2 separate regions of the Zea mays genome follow, and region 2 is linked to region 1. A link is a contact called in public Hi-C data. All regions are on one chromosome and are shown on one strand. The core of a region is the stretch at or near the end of the contact, and the rest is flanking DNA. Distances in the headings are between cores, read along the strand shown. Region 1 holds the start of LOC103637662 (ctenidin-1). Region 2 has its middle 88 kb from the start of LOC103637664.

Region 1 (3,659 bases), core at 580-3,079:
CTACATACTAGTCCATGTCGGCACACAAGTGGCTACTGAAAGTCTGAAACGCAAAATGACATGGGGACATGGGTAGGATATGGGATGTTGGGACCAACCAGCTGGATCAATTCTTGGGTACCCTCTAATAGACCCATCAGAAGAAAGCTGCACATCTAGTCCATATAGCTCAAAACTAAACTACTCATCATTAGCATTTTTGTCCACTTGGATTTGAACTAGAGCTGGAGGAATTACTTGAGGCCATTCATCCCACCCATGAATGTTCTCATTCCCTACAACTTCATTGACTTGTAGACCTTCTTCAGGTGGTGGAACATTCAAATCAAAATTTGTATTGACAACTGGGTGTCCTAGCCTAAAGAAGTCTATGGGCAGTTGCTGACCATCTACAGGGTATGGTGGAACTGGCTCTTCATCCCGTGGCAAAGCACCCAACATAGCATGATGCACTATTTTCACACTATATTATCCGTGACATCCCTTGGAATCCCTAAAAAACACACTGAAGACTATGAATTGTGGTACCTCTTGAGAGAGGTGACTCTTGCCTGACTAGAAGTTTAGTAACATTAGACCAATCTGGATGCCACATTATCATCCTACCAAAAGAACCAATGGCGTTTTGAATGTTTTCATGAGTCCAGAAATCCAATGGGAAACCCAGTAGCATGAGCTAGCATTCTTCATTAAAAACTAGGGCACGTTGGTTTCACGCTTCATTGTGACGAATCACTGTGAAAGTGAATCCCAATGCTTGCTGAGGACCCATAGCTATCAAATTATCTTTATCATACACAGTGAAACATAACAATGGCTTGCCCAAGATGCGATCTCTGGATCTCTCTAATGTGCAAATTTCTTAGGTCCACCAAATATTCTCTAACAAGGTCAGGAACCGCTTGGAAATTGATTGCATTCACAGGGAGAGGGTTAATCATAGTTATTCCTCAATCTTCTTGAAGAGAGGGATGAGTACGAGTGACAGCGCGTACCATATTCTCCCAATGAGCAACATCATTCGCGGCGAGACCCTGAGGCAAGAAAGGAGCTGGATCAACTCTATGATACGCCATTTCGCCCACGCCCAAGGTCTCCACGCCCAAGGTCTTGATCAGTTGGTCTGGGTGCAAAGGCAAGATGGGGCACACCACGTTTTGTAATAATGTTTTACCTAATAAACAAGATTACTAGTGGCCATAATCTCACATCAATTATCACTTACTACATACTAGTCCATGTGGGCACACAAGTGTCTACTCTGAAACGCAAAATGACATTGGGACATGGGTAGGATATGGGATGCTGGGACCAACCAGCTGGATCAATTCTTGGGTACCCTCTGTCGAGCTGCCGAGAACTGTAGCACCAGCCGCCGCTGGGGACACTGGACACGTAGAAACATACAGCACGTCCCGGAAACCTATAGCCATTCCGTGACCTTACTACCAGCCAAGCCGGCGCCCATCTCATGGCTCAATGGATCTGAGTCGTACTCTACGGATACACACAGAGGGAAGAACACCGTCCACTTAGGGCCTAGGGATTCCGCTAAACACGGGGCCAATCTAGTGCTTAATTTATCCTAAGCTTTCAATCTGAATACGGATTTGTCTTAGCGATTATCCGCGATGCAGCTCGGTAAACCTCCAAATTTGCCAGCGCTGTCACCATGGTGCGCAGCGCCGCCTGCCAAAATTCTGCCAAAGTCTCGAGCCAGCCCACGGGTTGGCACATACCGGCCGCCGACCATGGGCGATTTCTGCCCGTGCGCGCATGCATGCATGTGTTATCTAGTCACGGCTTCTTGTCCTATCCGGGCCCGTCTCCCGAAGAACAGCATGCACCGTGCTCTATTGCTTCCCGCTCCAGTCTCCTGCACTGCACCTTGCTTTGCTTTGCTGATCGCTGATTTTGCCCGACCTACCCTACGCTAGTACTTTGAAGTAGTAGGAGCTAGCGAGATCTCCATATATATAAAGCGACCTTCTTTGCACTCAGCTCGTAGATCCACACCTGCAGCTGCCACAGCGGGTGGTGCTTAGCTTAGGCTAGCCTAGCTGCGCCTGCGCATGCTCGTGACCAATGGCGTCCAGCAAGGTGCCACTGTTCCTCGTCCTCAACCTCCTGCTCTTCGCGGCGGCCAACGCCTGCCCTTACTGCCCGGGCAACAATGGCCACGGTAGCAGCGGGCACCATGGCGGCAGTGGGCATGGCGGCGGTGGCACCGGCGGTTCCGGTGGCGGCAGCGGGCCAGGTGGGGGCAGCAGCGGCGGAGGGTACGGTCCGATCGGTGGTGGTGGTGGCAGCGGCGGCGGAGGAGGGTACGGTCCGATCGGTGATGGTGGCAGCGGCGGTGGGATCGGACCCATCGGAGGCGGCAGCGGGGGGATCGGACCCATAGGAGGTGGCAGCGGTGGTGGGTACGGCCCCATCGGTGGCGGTGGCGGTGGAGGTGGGAGCGGTGGCGGTGGCGGTGGCAACGATGGCACGAGCGGCTGGTACGGCCATTGCCCGACAAACGCGCTGAAGCTCGGCGTGTGCGCCAACGTGCTGGATCTGATCAAGGCCAAGGTCGGCGTGCCGGTGAACGAGCCGTGCTGCCCGCTGCTGAACGGGCTCGTGGAGCTCGAAGCCGCCGTGTGCCTCTGCACGGCCATCAAGGCCAACGTGCTGGGGCTCAACCTCAACATCCCCGTCAACCTCAGCCTCGTCCTCAACTTCTGCGGCAAGGGCGTCCCCACGGGCTTCAAGTGCCTTTAACCATGCATGCACATCATGTGTGCGTGCGTGCCGTACGTACGTAGTATCCAAGACCACGCGATGCGTGAGTATGACGAAGAATACGCGCGTGCGCCATGCTTGCCGGCCGGGGATACGGTGTTTGTGGTAATGCTGTTAGTTTCGTTTCTTCAGTGTAGTATGTAGCCAGGGCATGCATGTGTCCAAGTCCAAGTTCGACTTTGGGTTGCTTGTACTTCTCCATTTCATAATTGAAATCATATTTCAGATTTGAGTTAAAAGGTAATTAATCGACCTCTGCAGCTGCAGGTTGCTCCTCTCGTTTCTCTATCTAATCTTTCTCTCACTGTCCACGTGTTAAACCCCCTAGATTTTTGGCCACAAAAGGGGTTCAAACTAAGCACCCAACACTGAGTTTCAGGTTTTTAGAGTACTGTTCCAAGTCTAAAATTCAAAATTATGCTAACCTCACTTTGGATGTGTTTTGTACTAGATTCCATTGGGTTCTAGGGTAAGGTGAGTTAATCAAGTTTGCACACCTGGTATAGCTCTACAGATTTGTTGTAGTGACCCATGGCAAAATCTCCACAGATCAAGAGATACAGGGATCTAAAGTCAGCACAATATCACTGTTTTTCAGAGTTAGGCATTTGGATGCCTTTGGGACCTTTTTGCAATTTACTCAAATTTGTTCCATAAAACTTGGAAATCTCCAAAGATAAAAATTGCCTAGTTTTTGTTACTCTACCACTTTGATATAAGAACTTTGGTCTCAAAATGCATAGAATTTGGAGTCACCTCATAAAGCACTAATTAGGGTTTCTAGGGTCCTTAATAGGGTTTGAGTGTTCTATGGTTTATGTGCCACTCAAACACTCTAAGTTTAGTCTCTTTTGAACACCTCCACTAACGTTTAA
Region 2 (3,611 bases), core at 612-3,111, 280 kb before region 1:
TGCTGTGTGCCCGAAAAAAGGTACTCGGCAAAAAACCCTTTGCCGATAAAATGTTTGCCGAGTATTTTTTGTCGAGTGTAACACTCAGGAAAGGCTTTACCGAGTGTATAATGGTCTTTGTCGAGTGTCTGAGACACTTGGCAAAGAAGGCGAGTCCGGTAGTGCATCATGAAAAAATTCAGGTGAGATTGCTTCATGGTTTCCAGGATAGATTCTGGGGAAGCTCCAACTAGCTTGAAAAAGAAATGCCTTTCAAATTCCAAGAGTCTTTGGTAAAAGGACACTCCATGAAGAGATGATATGAAGTTTCCTCTGTTGATAGGTTACAAAACACACACAAGTATAGGAGTCGAGATGCATGTTTTCTCCTTAGATTTTTGTAGTGTTGGAATATAATTTAAGTGAATTGTGTATATCTTCCATTCTTTCTATAAGTTTAAGTTTTTAGATTGAATCGGTTGGTACATACAACTTATTATGATGCCAGAGCCATTTTGTTGGATTATGACATAACGTCGGACTGGTTGGTGCATGTCATTTAATACCTAGAGTTTACACAATCTTTCAAAAGAAGCCAGAAAAATGTTGTCTGTAGTTGAGACAAACAGTTCCAAATCATTTATAAACCTTAAGAATTCACGGGATTTTGTTGCCGAGAAACTACCCCAGGCTGATGCCCACTTGTGTCATGTTCATTAGTTGAGGCTAGTTTGAAAACTCAAATCTTTTTCGTAGTTGGAGCGGGTCGAGAAAGAAATAAACTAATATCCCCTTCAATCACCTCTAATTCCGAAGAAAATTTGAGTTTCCAAACTAATCCTTAGTGGCAAGTGATCCCTCTGTAGTGAGCATAAGCTTATTTTGACAAAGGTAAACTGAACAAATATGCAGTGTGTTGTTGTGCATAAAGATTGATAACTATATGTGATTGTTTTATTCTTGGCAGAGGAGTACAACTCCTGAGATTCCTAGAAAGTAACTATGCATGGGATTGATCTGACACATCAGTGACCGGAAGTAACTGCAGAGGATCTCTTTCCCTTAGCCATGCATGATAACACATGAGAAATTTTTTACCAAATGATCCAGTAAAACAGCCCAACTTTACCATTGACGCTCTTTATGGAGCTAAAGCAAAAAAAGAACAGCTCTACTAGTGGAGTGGGGCTATAGGAAACGGACTCAAAGTTTCTAGTTATTTTTCCCCTGTCCCCCCAGAGTGCACCAATCTAAAATGTGTGATTACTCATATATAATATTTTTTATTTGGGTTGACATTACTTATATATACCATTCTTGGGTTGACATTACTCATATATAACATTTTTTAACAAAAAAGAAATTGCTGGTAAAGGCTGTGGTTCCTGTTGACTCGACAAATATATGGTTTTGTACATACATATAAATAAAATAAGTAGAAGCAAGGTTCTCGTGCAGCCGTCCCGGAGGAAAACAAAACATTGGAGATAAAGCAAAACCTGTAACGTGCAACAGAGGCAGGATTCAAAAGCATTTTTTTTTCCATCTCTGCTGTCTGGAGTTCTTTTTTTTTTTCTTGGGTGGGGGGAGGCCAGGCGAGGACTATGAATCTCTGATTTGTAGAGTTCGAGAACCGCGATAGTGAAATGAGTTTTTTTTAAACATTGGGTGGATCATTTCATTTCACTATCGTGGGTGCCGGAAAGAGTTTTTTTTTAAAAAAAAACATTGTGCGAAGCAGTTGAGTGCAGAAGTTTCCCACATTCAGAGGCCCACCGACAGTGAAATGATCCAGTTTTTGGTTGCCCTGGACAGAACCGCAAGACGTGGACATCTGAGCTGGTCAGGCCGACAGCCCACGAGTTGAAGGTTATGGGCCACGAAAGAAGGATGATGGACGATAAAATCGACGGAAATCATCGGGTCCGACTGGTCGAACCCGAGCATCCGCTCGAAGAATGAAGCGCGAAGGACCACGGTTTCAGAAGGACGGCCCATGTCTCGGTGGCCATCAAGGCTGACTAGATCAGGCTGCATCCCTTCGAGCGTCCTATCCAACACAAACAGAAAATTAGAAGTACAGACAGAGCAACAAAATAATGTTCAGACTAAATACATAGAGAGGCTAATCATAATTTACATTAAAGTTGTAGCTATTTTTTCCAGCACAAGTTACCATACATAGAGGTAGAGCATGGTGTAACGATCAGGCCTCACATAGCAGGAAGCTGATTCAAAATAAGGTGACAAGATCCAAGTCTACGTTATGCGCCACACGTAGGGACAAACACCACAGCGAGAGGTATATACATGGTAATGGGAAACATAGCCTGGCTGATGCAATCCACATATACATAAACTTCTCCAAACTACTATCGTAGGTCCACTTCAATCCACAAAAGCTAAGCGAGCGTTGCTGAAGCAAACATTCCATCGACAAAGCACATCATATGTCGCGTGTTTAAACTCCAGGTTTGTGGAGGCTGCAAACAACAAATAAAAGAATGTGAGTATAAAAGCACCATAAATATTCCCTATGTCATGTTCCAACCACTAACAAGAAATCAGAATCTGAGTTCATTCTATTTCACAACCATTTAACTCAGACTGATTTGTATCGTTCAATTGCACAAGTCGTATTTAGATTTGTAACCATTACATTGGCATTAACCTAGCTAGAATGCTTTTTGCAATGACCACATTTAAACTGTACAAACAAAATATTACAGAGAAAAAAACCTAACTGAAAATCCCACACTCGAAACCATTGTTGATGAAGTGTGTTTTTCATCAAGAAAAGTACCATGGGAAGTAAGGTGGTAACGGGGATGACCCTACAATTGTAGACTGGTATCAAAGACCAAAACCTACCAGGAGAATACTTGTATATAGACCTGCATTACTATTTTGAAACTATACACGAGCATTGTTAACTCACATATTAATGATGTCAAATTGTATGTCAAAGGATAGGCAAAGTGGCAAACACATATGAGTGCACATGATAAATCCACCTAATTCAAGGTAGGTTTGATGCCGACAATCATATTGATGTTATTTCGTACCATGTATATCTAGTAACAGGAATGGCTCCACAAGGCAAAACCGCTTCCAAAACATGCAATGCTATCTTCCTAGAAACTCTGGCCACACATCTATAAAAAACTTTGCATAATATGAATGTAACAAAAGGCTAAAGTGTAACGAAGAAAAGCTTAATGGATATATATAAGAAACCTTAATACTTTAGACTCTTTATTGAGTTTATTCATCTCAACAAGTAAACTATAAAAGAAGGGGAAAACACCTGCATGGACAAAAATCATTTCATATTTTTGCAATGTTATTAAAACAATGATTAAACTACGTTTAAATGTCAAAACGCTAATTAGAGGCTAAAACTCTGAAACATTAAACAACTTGGCCCAAAAATGACGTTTTGCAGCGTTTAAATGCCATGTTTTGGTGTTTAATCGTCCAAAATTATAAAACGCAGTGTTTCAAGCATTTTAGACCTTTGCTACATTGGACCCAGTCGGTTAGCTACTTTTGGGCCCCATCTGGCCCAATCCCCGCGTTGCTTGCCCTACTCTCTAAAGGCTAATGGCTAGCAGCGGCATGTTCTAGCTAAT

Evidence for each region. A called contact is a pair of places that touch in the nucleus more often than the background predicts.
Region 2: a contact with region 1 is called in a Hi-C map of leaf, with 8 times the contacts expected there. The contact joins the enhancer-like site here to the promoter of LOC103637662 in region 1. A contact is called at or near these places in 2 of 25 Hi-C or Micro-C datasets (ear and leaf).

The regions. Positions count from the first base shown.
Region 1 is chr1:93,712,359-93,716,017 of Zm-B73-REFERENCE-NAM-5.0, reverse strand. LOC103637662 (ctenidin-1) reads left to right here and starts at 1,829. Exons shown (of 1, transcript XM_008660188.3): 1 at 1,829-3,032. The coding sequence starts at 2,086. The coding sequence ends at 2,763.
Region 2 is chr1:93,989,516-93,993,126 of Zm-B73-REFERENCE-NAM-5.0, reverse strand. No RefSeq gene overlaps it. Among protein-coding and RNA genes, the nearest start is that of LOC103637664, 88 kb to the left of the region's middle. Within about 2 kb of position 1,861, at least 16 of the 20 cell types and tissues checked have an H3K27ac peak or open chromatin away from gene starts, as enhancers often do. A contact at or near this core is called in ear and leaf, where this site is marked.